2 separate regions of the Capsicum annuum genome follow, and region 1 is linked to region 2. Evidence: chromatin contacts called from public Hi-C data. All regions are on one chromosome and are shown on one strand. The core of a region is the stretch at or near the end of the contact, and the rest is flanking DNA. Distances in the headings are between cores, read along the strand shown. Region 1 holds the start of LOC107841246. Region 2 holds the start of LOC107842316 (60S ribosomal protein L11-1).

Region 1 (6,025 bases), core at 3,063-5,562, 140 kb before region 2:
AATAGGTGAATGAGGAAGTGACAAAGAGGTAAATGGATCTAGTGACATGTCAGGAAAAATAGGAACAGGAGACTTAGAAAAAGAAGTAGAGGGAAACAGTAAAGGAGTAATGAATGGGAAAATATTTTCATTGAAAACAATATCTCTAGAAATGAAAGTGAGCTTATAGGTCAAGTTGTAGAGTTTGTACCCTTTCTTATTTAGAAGATCTCCCAGAAAAATACAAGGATCATCTCTAGGTTGAAACTTGTCTATAACATTTAGGAATAAAAGAATAACAAAGGAACCAAAGACCTTAATGTGGGAATAGGAAGGGGAAGTTCCATGTAAGAGTTCAAATGAAGTTTTGCTGTAAAAAAGAGTAGAGGGAAACCCATTGTAAAGGTATACGATTACAGGTAAACATTCCCCCAGAATTTAAAAGGAACTCTAGATTGGAATAACAAAACCCTAAAGGTTTTCAACAATATCTAAGTTTACTTTCAACAACACCATTTTGTTGAGGTGTATGGGGACAAGAAGTATGATGAAAAATTCCATTTTTATTTTTATTTTTTTTTGAACATTGGTAAATTGGTATTCCTCAGCATTAGGATATGCTGGCCACCTTCAGAAATTACATAACCTTAATCAAAATTATAGACTTCCTATTAGATCTACAATCTCATCTACATCCACTATACACAATTGTTTACACCAAAAAAGTAAAGATACTAAACAATTCCATTTTACTTTTTGAATGGAATTGGATTTATCTTCAAAACATCTCTCATTTCTTTCTATCCATATAGACCACCATATGCATCATGGAATCAGCTTCAACCCCCTCTTCTGGGTTTTTCCCCCCCCCCCCCCCCCTTTCTGATCCAGCAACTATATAAGTCAGCTGTGTGTTCAGGCATGAACCAACTGTAACTGTTGATGTTAAGAAAGAGTTCCCAGAGTTGAGTTGTATACTTGCAATGCATAAATAAGTGACTATTAGTCTCCCCTGTCAGGTTGCATAGAAAGCATCTAGGGACTAGCGTCTTTCCTTTCTTCTGAAGGATTTCTAGGGTAAGACATGCTCTTTTGATCACTAGCCACGTGAAACACTTCACCTTTGTAGGAATCAAGCCTCTCCATATGGTCTTCCATTGATGGTTATTATTTCCAGGTCCCCTTGTATCCCTTGTTTGTATGCACTATTAACTGTGAACTTTCCATCCTTGTTGTGTTTCCAAATGATCTTGTCTGGTACATTTGTGTCTAGTTTAGTTCCTTCCAGTTTTCCAGTAGGAGAGCCACCCTATCTACTTCCCAGTCCTTGCTTAGCCTTCCGAAAGAGAGATTCCACCATGTATAGACCAACATTCGATGACCCTACTTTCTGGATTGGTGTTTAATTGAGAAGAGATCCGGAATAACTCACTCAAAGGATTTTGATCAATCCAACCATCTTTCCAAAACTTGAACTTGTTGCCATTTCCCACTTTGAGAATCACATTTTCTTCCATGCAACTCCACAAATTTCTAATAGTTCTCCAAACTCCCCATCTATATGGTAATGTGACCGCCTCTGTGCACCAGGGGTTCAACTCACTATATTTTGCTACTATCACCTCCTTCCAAAGGGTTCCCTCTTCACTGATGCACCTCTACAGCCACTTCATTAGAAGAATTTTATTTTGAATACTTAGGTTTCTGATGCCCAAGCCTCCTCTATCTTTGCTCAACATGACACTATTCCATTTCACTAAGTGATAACCCTTCCTTTCTTTGCCTCCTTCCCAGAGAAAGTTCCTTCGAAGTCTATCTAGTTTTTTGACCATTTTTGAAGGAATAAGGAATAAGGACATCACATAAGTAGGGAGGAGTCCAAGACAGAATTAATCAAAACCATTCTTCCCCCCAGAGAGAGATATTGTGATTTCCACCTAGTCAGTTTCTTTTTTGCTTTCTCCGGGATCCCATCCTATATCTCCAATGCTTTGTGTTTGCTTCCTAAGGGAATACCCAAATACGTGGTTAGCAATCCCTCAATTTTGCATCCCAGGACCTTAGCCAATTCATGAATCTGAGGTACATCTTTGACAGGAATCAAACTACTTTTTCCCCAATTTACCCTTAGACTTGATACTGCTTCAAAAAGGATCAAGATCAGCCTGATATAATTCAATTGCTCCGTCTCTGGCTCACACATGATAATGGTATCATCTGCATACAGTAAGTGACTGGTCTCTTTTCTCGCTCCTAGCGTGTCCCTTGTAAGAAAGCCTCTAATCCATCTCTGTCGTGTAGCTATTCTCATCATGCTATCAAATCCTTCCATTGCCAAAATAAAGAGAAAGGGGGATAGAGGATCCCCTTGTCTCAATCCTCTTTCCGATGGAAAGAATCCAACTAGTTCACTATTAACTAAAACTGAAAATCTCACCGTCTTTATACAAACTTATATCCATTTCAACTATTTGCTACCAAAACCCATTTGTTTCGAGATGTTGAGAATGAAAAACCAATTTGCATGGTCATAAGCTTTCTGGATGTCCAATTTGCATAGTAGCCCTGGATCTCCACTTTTCATCCTTAAATCTATACATTCACTGGCTATGAGTGCAGCATCCATGATTTGTCTTCCTTTTATAAAGGTCATTTGATTTTTATTAACCAGCTTGCTCACCACCTTCTTAAGCCTTTCTGCCAGCAACTTAGCTATGATCTTGTACACCACTCCTATTAGGCTGATTAGTCTGTAATCCGTCAACTCCGAAGCTCCCATCTTTTTAGGGATTAGAGCTATGAAAGTTGCATTGAAATTCTTTTCAAAAGTCTTGATTGTAGTAGAAATCAGACAGAGTGTTGATTATATCTTCCTTCAGTATCTCCCAAAAAGTCTGAAAGGTCAGGTGCCTTCTCCATTGCACACATTCTAATCCCTTCTTAAATTTCTTCCTCTTCAAAAGGTCTTTGCAACCAAGTCCATTCCTCCTTAGAAATTGTAGTAACATCCGGTATGTTAAGATCAGGTCTCCATTGTTCAGACTCTTTGAATAGATTCATGTAGAAATCATGCATTGCCTCCTTGATTATAACTGGATCTTTTACCATGACTCCTTCCAATTGAAGTTGTTCCATAGAATTGAACCTCTTGTATGAAGTTGCAATTCTACGAAAGAACTTTGTGTTCTTATCACCACTTTTCAACCATTGTATCCTTGACCTTTGCTTCCAAGCTATCTCCTCATTTTTTACTATCTCTTCAAACTCCATCGCCAAATTGGTCTTTTGTAGAACTTCATCATCAGTGAGGATTCTGCATTCCTGGATGTTTTCCAGGTTTGTAATCTGGTTCAAAATGTCCTCTTTTCTTTGCTTCCAGTTACCTTTGTTGTCCCTACTCCACTTTTTCAATTCAGCCTTTAGTAACTTCAACTTTTCAGCTAGTATGAAGCCTGCTCTTCCTTCAACATTGAAGGAGTTCCACCAGTCTTTTACTTTGTCTTTGAATCCTTCCACTTCCAGCCACCATGTTTCAAATTTAAAGTAGGTTTTCTTCCACTCCCAGTCCCCACATGTCAAGGCAATGGGGTTGTGATAGAAAGTTAGTCTTGGTAGCACATTTTGCCTGATCTGTAAAAAAACTTTCCCCCCATTGTGTACAATGTAGGAATCTATCGATCCTTTAGGCAGTTTTGTTTTTCTCTCCTCCCCTCCAGGTATATGATCCTCCAAATAAAGGGGGATCAACCAGCTCCTGTTCCTCGATACATGAAGAAAACTCTGTCATAGCACCATTCAGTCTCGTACAATTTGTTCTTTCAGAGGGGAATCTGGTAACATTAAAGTCACCGCACACTATCCATGGCCCACTATATCTACTTCTGATAGTTACCAACTCCTCCCACAACGTCTTCCTGATTCTTCTATTGCAATTTGCATAGACTGCTGCAGTGATGGAAAAGCTAAAATCATCATTTACCCCAGTGAATTTCCCAGTAACACTTTGAACACCAATCTCCATCATTTCTCCTATCCACACCCTTTTATCCCATAGAACTAAGATTCCGCCACTGCTCCCTACAGCCATTTTATGAAATTCACCCACCCATCTATTACTCCATATACTCCGTAGCATACCATCTACAAGACCTTCTAGCTTTATTTCAACTAGAACATAAATATCCGCATCCCATTGACGTAGTAATTTCCTGACCATGTCCCTTTTTTCAACCCCATTTAACCCCCTCACATTCCATGATACTAGCTTGACCATGTCCCTTTTTTCAACCCCATTTAACCCCCTCACATTCCATGATACTAGCTTTACTTTCATTGATTTGTTAAAGCTAGCATTCTCCCACTAGATCTTGGTTCCCCATCTTTGAAGTTCATGTCAAAAAACAGATTCCTCACCTCTTTTGGAACTATATTTTTAGAGCTCGAGTCCTGTAAACTCTCCCCTTGTCCTTTCTCCTAGTTCCTCCTTTGATCCATCTTGTTTAACATCGTATAGGCTTCATTTTCACTCTTTAAAATCTACTCCAAACAGTTGTCCAAGTTTGATCATATTTGTTTGAACCTAATTTGTAGCAAGATCCTCCTCTTGTGCACTGTTGATAACCTATAAAGGTTCCGATTCTGCATACATTACCAGAAGAGATTCCGAAAAATCCACCACCTCCTCTTCAATTCTTTGTCCTTCATTGTTCTTCATTGATGATTCCCCTTTTTTGTGAACATGTATGTCTAATTGCTTTTGATTCAGATGCATGTTCTTCTCTTTTTTCCTTCTCCCTGCTGCTTCTATATTGAGTTTGTCCCCCCCTTTGAAATAAACAAAATACACACTCTTGCATGCCTCTGTATTTGTTCTATTAATGAACTCCGTAAAAGGCTCTGTAAAGGGCTGCTTCTTTTGTTTTGGGCCTGAATCAATTGGGCTTGAATTGCCTTTCAAATTAAATGAAGAGTGTTTTCTTGGCCCACCACAAAAACCCTGATTTTGAATTTCTTTCTCTCTGCTCATCTCTCTTTCCAGCTGTCCACAACTAGGTCCTCCTACACACAACTCCCTCTCTCCTAAGTAGGACCCCACAGAAAGCATATGCCCCTGGTCAATCCACCTTTCCCTTTTTTTGTTTATCTCGTATTTCGATATACTCTCTTCTGTAAACTCCATTCCTCTGTTCTGAAAAGCCTCCATAGGCATAGCTGTGCTAGGATTTGACTTCTTTTCTTTTAACCTGTCATCGTCGTTCCTCTTCTCCGGTGATCTTTTTCGATAAGTTGCTGGTTCCTCACACTATATCGGCAGAGAAAAGGTCAGATTTTCATCATCGACTTCAATGGAGGACAGGATTTTTTCCCTCGGTCCTTTTACTCTGATTCTGGCCCATCTCAAGTGGTTTCTGAGCTCAGTCTCTTCTTTATTCTCCAGCCACCCTCCACATTCATCACCAATCTTTTTCATAGTATCAGAATTCCATAGTTGCAGAGAAAGACCCAAAACCCTGATCCAGTACCAATCAAATCTCGTAGTGTTTAGAAAGCCTATTTTTGTTGGATTCCACCAATCTAGCTCAAGGTTCTGGTTGTGCATCTTCCATTCTCCCATCAGAATGTGTTCAGCTGCTCAACTTGTTTGGAACTCGAACAAAAAATTGAATTCATCCATGTCATAGACCTGAATGTTTGGGACTCCTTTCCAAGTCTGAGTTGCCCACCTTCTAACGTCATTGCGAGTTGGAGCTTTTTCTCCACCGGTGAATCTACCAACCAGGCATCTCCGAAGCAGAGTTTTTCTCCTGTGGTTGAGATATTTTCCTGCCTTCATGGGATCCTCTCCACCTGCAACCTTCTTCTGGTCCCATCTATTTTTTGTAATAGCTCCTTTAAAGTTTACCCGCCCCGTAATGATGTTCCATCGTTTCTGTAATAAATTTGCCCTGTGTAATTGACACTCTGTTCATGAGATCATCAATTTTGTCATGAAAAATAAAGAGGCATAAGTGTTAGATCCTAATTTAAGAGCATTATACTTCTAATT
Region 2 (5,631 bases), core at 1,109-3,608:
TCTTATTATGGTTATTTGCTTCTTATTTTATACAAATACTATTTCATTTGAAACTGATTGGTCTATCACGCTCTACGCATGCATAGACTTTGTCCTTTAGAGACATAAAATAGGAGCACTTACAGCTTAAATATGAGATGCGTTCGACATTTGACTTGAATTATCTTTTGAATGAGGATCTGATCATAATTCCTAACATACTTCGTAGTTGCTTATAATCTCCCCCTTATGTTAGGAAAGCTAATATACATCCTCCATCTTCTTTGATGGATCCATCTTTGTGCATCATGATACATTCATTAATTGTATACCGCACATCAAAACTATTAGATGGAATAGTTGGTTCATGACCTTGAACCAATTGAAGGGAAAAAATAATCATAATTTATTGGTCTAATGCATACAAGTGTTATTGTATGCAACATATCATATTTCAGATCAACACATGAAGCTTTGTTCTCATTAGCGATGGTTTAGCTATTTATCGAAGGCATTCAACGTCAAACCATCATCATCAAGAAAACTTTATTGATTGCACAATCTGAAAATTATGTTCTTAACTCAATTTTGTTGAGCAAGCAACTTTATGAATATCAAACTACAGGTTGACAATGAATGTACATGTGATCATCTTAATGCATCTTTTCAACATATCACATGATAGGTGAATGAACCCCTATTCACCTTTTATTCTTTTCAGATTTTGAGGGATCCAATCCCAAAATTAGTTGGTCTAACCAACTTACCATGAGAACAAGCAACATTAAAGTTCATGAAGAATTTTCTAATTCTTCAATATATGTTCAATACTCAATATGCACATCTTCAGGATATCACAATCGTTCATGTCAACTTATGAACTTTTAATTTAGTAAACTCCAAGTTTACCATGATATGTGTTTTTGCTTTAGTAAATTTCAGATTTACTATTATATGAATAATTTTCAGATTTACTATTTCAGAAGTAGATTTCAAAATTATTCAACCTCTTTCGGAGGTGAGTTGTGATACAATCACAATCAAGTGCACGTTTGCATTAATAAGTTTCTCATTCCCCAAGAATATAATCGTGCCTTAAGCCTATCAAATTATGATAGCTTATAACCTCTTTCAAGATTTTGCTACCTCAGAAGCAAATCGAGGCATACGTATGATGTAGAAAATTCTTCTCTAGTATATCTTATAATCATATAAGCGTGTGAAAACATCGTTACTTTTGATGATCATTATCATATTGTCCCTCCACGCGTATATTCGTGCATTTAATCACTTTTCTTCGTTTAGACATATCATACACTGCTACTAAATACACCTCAAGAATGAAGTAAGTTGTTATATTTTAGACTTATCATACATTGCTACCACATTCACTTCATGGAATGAAGCATATTTAATGGGTCGAATTTCATGACTTTTCATTAAACACCCATTATTTTGCCTTAGCCATCATAATATCATCAATATGGTGTATTGAGATTCAAACTCAACATCTTATTCATATAAAAACGTCTTATGCATGAATCGATGGGACTTGAACCCAACATATTATCATCCTTTTTGATAAAATTATTTTTGGGGAATAAGTTTAAAATATAAATGGTTTCAAACCAATTATTTTTCCTCAAATTCAATAATAATTATATTAATAGTAGCAAAAGAAAGATAACATAAAGAATTACTGACCTTGAAATCCTTCAGATTTATAATCTCAACTTATTTGGCAGAGTCTCGTGCTGATAACGTGTTATAAAATAATAAAGAATAAGAAGAAGAGTAGAGAGAATAGAGAGAAGTGATTCTTATTTATTTTCTTGAGAGAGATCATAAGATTGTCAATACAATGAACAAAACCCCTCTATTTATAGAAAAAATTTACTCATAGTCTGAGTAAAAGACGGATGTTTCAAATCCTAATAGATATCAAAGTAGATCTTGATAGATATTCACTATGATGTAAATACATTTTTAATAATTTTTTTTTGTTTGAGCATGAAAAACGTAATTTTTTAGAGTTGAAAATAGAGTTGGAATTAAAATTGGAGTTGGAGTTGTGTTTGATTATGAATATAAATTAAAGTTATTTTTAAAATTTTGTGAGAGAAGTAGGAGTGAAAAAAGTGAAAATAAGTTTTTCTTGTTTTCACTTTTTCAAAATATAATTTCAAATTATATTTAAAAATTTCATGGTCAAACAATATAATTTTTATTTTTTTACTAAAATAAAATAATTTTATGAAAAACAAATAAAAAAGTACTCATGGTCAAACGGTTAATATTTTTCTTTTTTTTAATTTTTTGGTAAGGTCAAACGGCTAGTTAATAGTATTACAAATATCACATTTTAGGCAAACTTAAGTGTGATATCATTTCTATAAGACCCCCAAATTTCAAAAGAAGAAGAAAAGGTTCATGTAATAAGGCATAGTGTATAACATAAATGCAATCAAAAGTAGTCATAAACTTAATCTCATTCCGAAAATACCCCCAGGTTCAACACATATATATATATACTTGGATCGAACTAGGGTTTCTCTCACTCTTTCTCTGTTTACCCCCTTCCCCTGCAGCTGCAACAAAGCGCCATGGTAACTATTTCCTTTCCATTTTCCATGAATATTATTGCTTTTTAACATTTGTGTATTTTGTCTCTAATGTACTTTTTAGTTTTGATAACCGTGGTGTTCCATTCAGTTTACAAGTACCTCAACTAATTATCCCTGCTACCCTTTGTAATGTAATGTACGTTTGCTATTGGATTTTCTTTACAGGCTTCAGAGAATAAATTGAACAATCCAATGAGGGATATCAAAGTCCAGAAACTTGTTCTCAACATTTCCGTTGGTGAAAGTGGAGATCGTCTCACCAGAGCTGCTAAGGTGACTTATAATTTTGTCTTTAAAATACGGATTGTTTTACTAATATTAGAATGGAATGGACCTGGATACAGTTGAATGTACATGTTTATATACATTATTTGGATTAGTTTGGGATCGAGGCTTTTAACAATTTTTCGGAAAAAAAAAAATAACAATACCCAGTATAGTCCCACAAAGTGGAGTCTTGGGAGGATAGAATGTGCCCGTACTTTAACCCGTGTACAGAGGCGGATCCAGGATCCGAACTTTCCGGGTGCCAAGTAAACTTAACAATGGATGCGGAGAGAGGTGGCCGGTGAGGCTGAGGCCGTGACCTTTGTCGGTGATGCCAAAAACTCCGGCGGTAGCAGCAACAAAGACCAAAAAGCAGAGAGCTATGATGATTTGGGAATTGGGATTTGAGAGTAATGATTTTTTTTTCTTATTTGAGGAGAGAGAATAAAATTATGCACTTTTTAATACAAATATTAACTATTAATATTTGAAAAATAAAAGAAAAATTCAATATAATTACTATTAATACACATATAAAAAAGAAGTTGCCAACTAGTAGTAGTTATTTGTGGCTTCACTTCAGCCTAAAATTAAGGGAAAAAGTAAGGTTGCCAGCAAAGGTCGAACCCACAACCTAGGGGGAGCTAATGTGACACTTTGTCACTCGAACCAAATGGCACTTCAATCTTGTGGGTGGCATGTTAATTATTTGACTATATCCATTTATATATAGAGAGAGAGTTTCCATCGAAATTTACGGGTGGCGTGGCACCCTCAACTCTCTTAATAGATCCGCCCCTGCCCGTGTACCTTAGAGGTAGAGAGACTGTTTCCAATAAAAAATATTTTACTTGTATTATAATGAAATGAACGTCAATAGAGTTGAATGATAAACATGTTTTATACAATGGATTTGAATTAGTTTAGGATTGCGGTAAAACTTTTTTGTGAAAATTACAAATGATTTTAATAGTGAAACATGTAACATAACCATTATAGTCCCATAAAATGGAGTCTGGAGAGTATGGAGTGTCTGCAGACTTTGATTCCCTTACCTTAGGTAGAGAGTGTTTCCAATACGAATTATTTTACTAATATTAGAATTAAATGAACCTTTATTTATGTTTTATGTAAAGGATTTGGATTGGTTTTGGTCGAGGCTTTTATTTTACTAGTATTAGAATGAAATGGACCTTCCCGTAGAGGTAGAGTGTTTGCGATATAAATTATTTTACTAGTATTAGAATGAAATGGACCTGAATAGAGCTGGACGGATATACATGTTTTGTATAAAGTATTTGGATTAGTTTGGGATCGAGGCTTTTAACAAATTTCGTAAAAAACACAATTGATTTTACCAGTATAGTCCCTAGTCCCCCAAGTGGAATTTGGGGAGGATAGAGTGTACACGGGTCTTACTCCTAACTTAGAGGTAGAGAGTTGGTTTGCGATACAAATTATTTTACTTAGTATTAGAATGAAATGAACCCAAATAGAGCTGAATGGATACAACAACAACAACATACCCAATATATTCCCACATAGTGTGGGGTCTGGGGATGATAGAATTAGAATGTATGCAGTCCATACCTCTGCCTCAATGAGGTAAGGTAGAGAGGTAGTTTCCGATAGACCTCGGCTCGAGACCAAATAACGTAGGATTAGTTTGGATACACATGTTTTATATAAATTATTTCGTTTAGTTTGGGATCGAGGCTTATAAAAAATTTTCATAGAAAATATCAATGATTTTACTAGTGCAACCGTAACATTCCCTGTATAATCCCACTCAAAGTAGAGTCTGGAGAGGATAGAGTTTATGCATACCTTGTTTCGGTACAAATTATTTTACTAGTATTAGAATGAAATGGACCCGAATAGAGCTGAATGGATACACATTTTTGCATAATGGATTTGGATTGGTTGGGAATCGAGGCGTAGATGGTTGATTGAATGTACTTTTGGTACTTGTAGGTCCTGGAGCAACTTAGTGGCCAAAGCCCTGTTTTCTCTAAAGGTGCGATTTTCAATCTCATCTGCACTTTGTTTACCTTTATCTGATTGTGCATGTTATGACTGTTTTTCAATTTCTCAGGCACATTTTATCGAACACCGTTGTTTGAGCTATATGTCTGTCAAAGAATGAATATTTTCTTATATATGAAGGAATCTTGCAAATGGTTCTTGAGCTGTTTCATATGTGTTGATTAGTTAATGTTGTTGCTTAACTGGTGATCTGTTGAAGTTTGGGTTTAATTTGTAAATCAGTTACTGTAGGAATGTGAGGTTTGTAAGGTTTTAATCCCGCCGTTTCGTCTCTAAATGTATTGTTCAAATTCTCTTATTATGAAAAGCTAAAGTGTTAAGAACTAGCAAAAACGACACTTTCTAATTAACTTGGATTCATTTTTCTTAAAGTGGTTATGCACGTATTAGTGCTCTTTGGTGGTACAATTTGAAGTAATTGGAACTTGCTAACTTGGCGTCTCTTATGATCAAGTATATTGTTCCTCATTTGCATTATCACACATTAAAGAAAGACACATGGTTTACTATGATGAGGTTATATTAGTATTGTGACGAACCAAGGGGTTAAGCAACTAGCAAATACAAGAAAAGACAGTTTCTAATTAATGTGGAGTTGGTATGCACTTATTAGTGCTCTTAGTTGGTCAAGATCATGTAGCAATTTGATATAATTTGAACTTGTTTACTTGATATCACAAGTTACGCATGTTGTTCCTCATTTGTATTACATTGA

What was found. Hi-C and Micro-C count contacts between places; a contact is called where the count stands out from the background.
Region 1: a contact with region 2 is called in a Hi-C map of leaf, with 2.0 times the contacts expected there. The contact joins the promoter of LOC107841246 here to the promoter of LOC107842316 in region 2. A contact is called at or near these places in 3 of 5 Hi-C or Micro-C datasets (leaf and placenta).

Annotation. Positions count from the first base shown.
Region 1 is chr9:193,608,376-193,614,400 of UCD10Xv1.1, reverse strand. It overlaps LOC107841246, which reads right to left and starts at 4,312. Exons shown (of 2, transcript XM_016685218.2): 1 at 3,728-4,312; 2 at 2,920-3,609. The coding sequence starts at 4,312. The coding sequence ends at 2,920.
Region 2 is chr9:193,470,728-193,476,358 of UCD10Xv1.1, reverse strand. It overlaps LOC107842316 (60S ribosomal protein L11-1), which reads left to right and starts at 2,358. Exons shown (of 5, transcript XM_016686082.2): 1 at 2,358-2,585; 2 at 2,769-2,876; 3 at 4,845-4,887. The coding sequence starts at 2,583.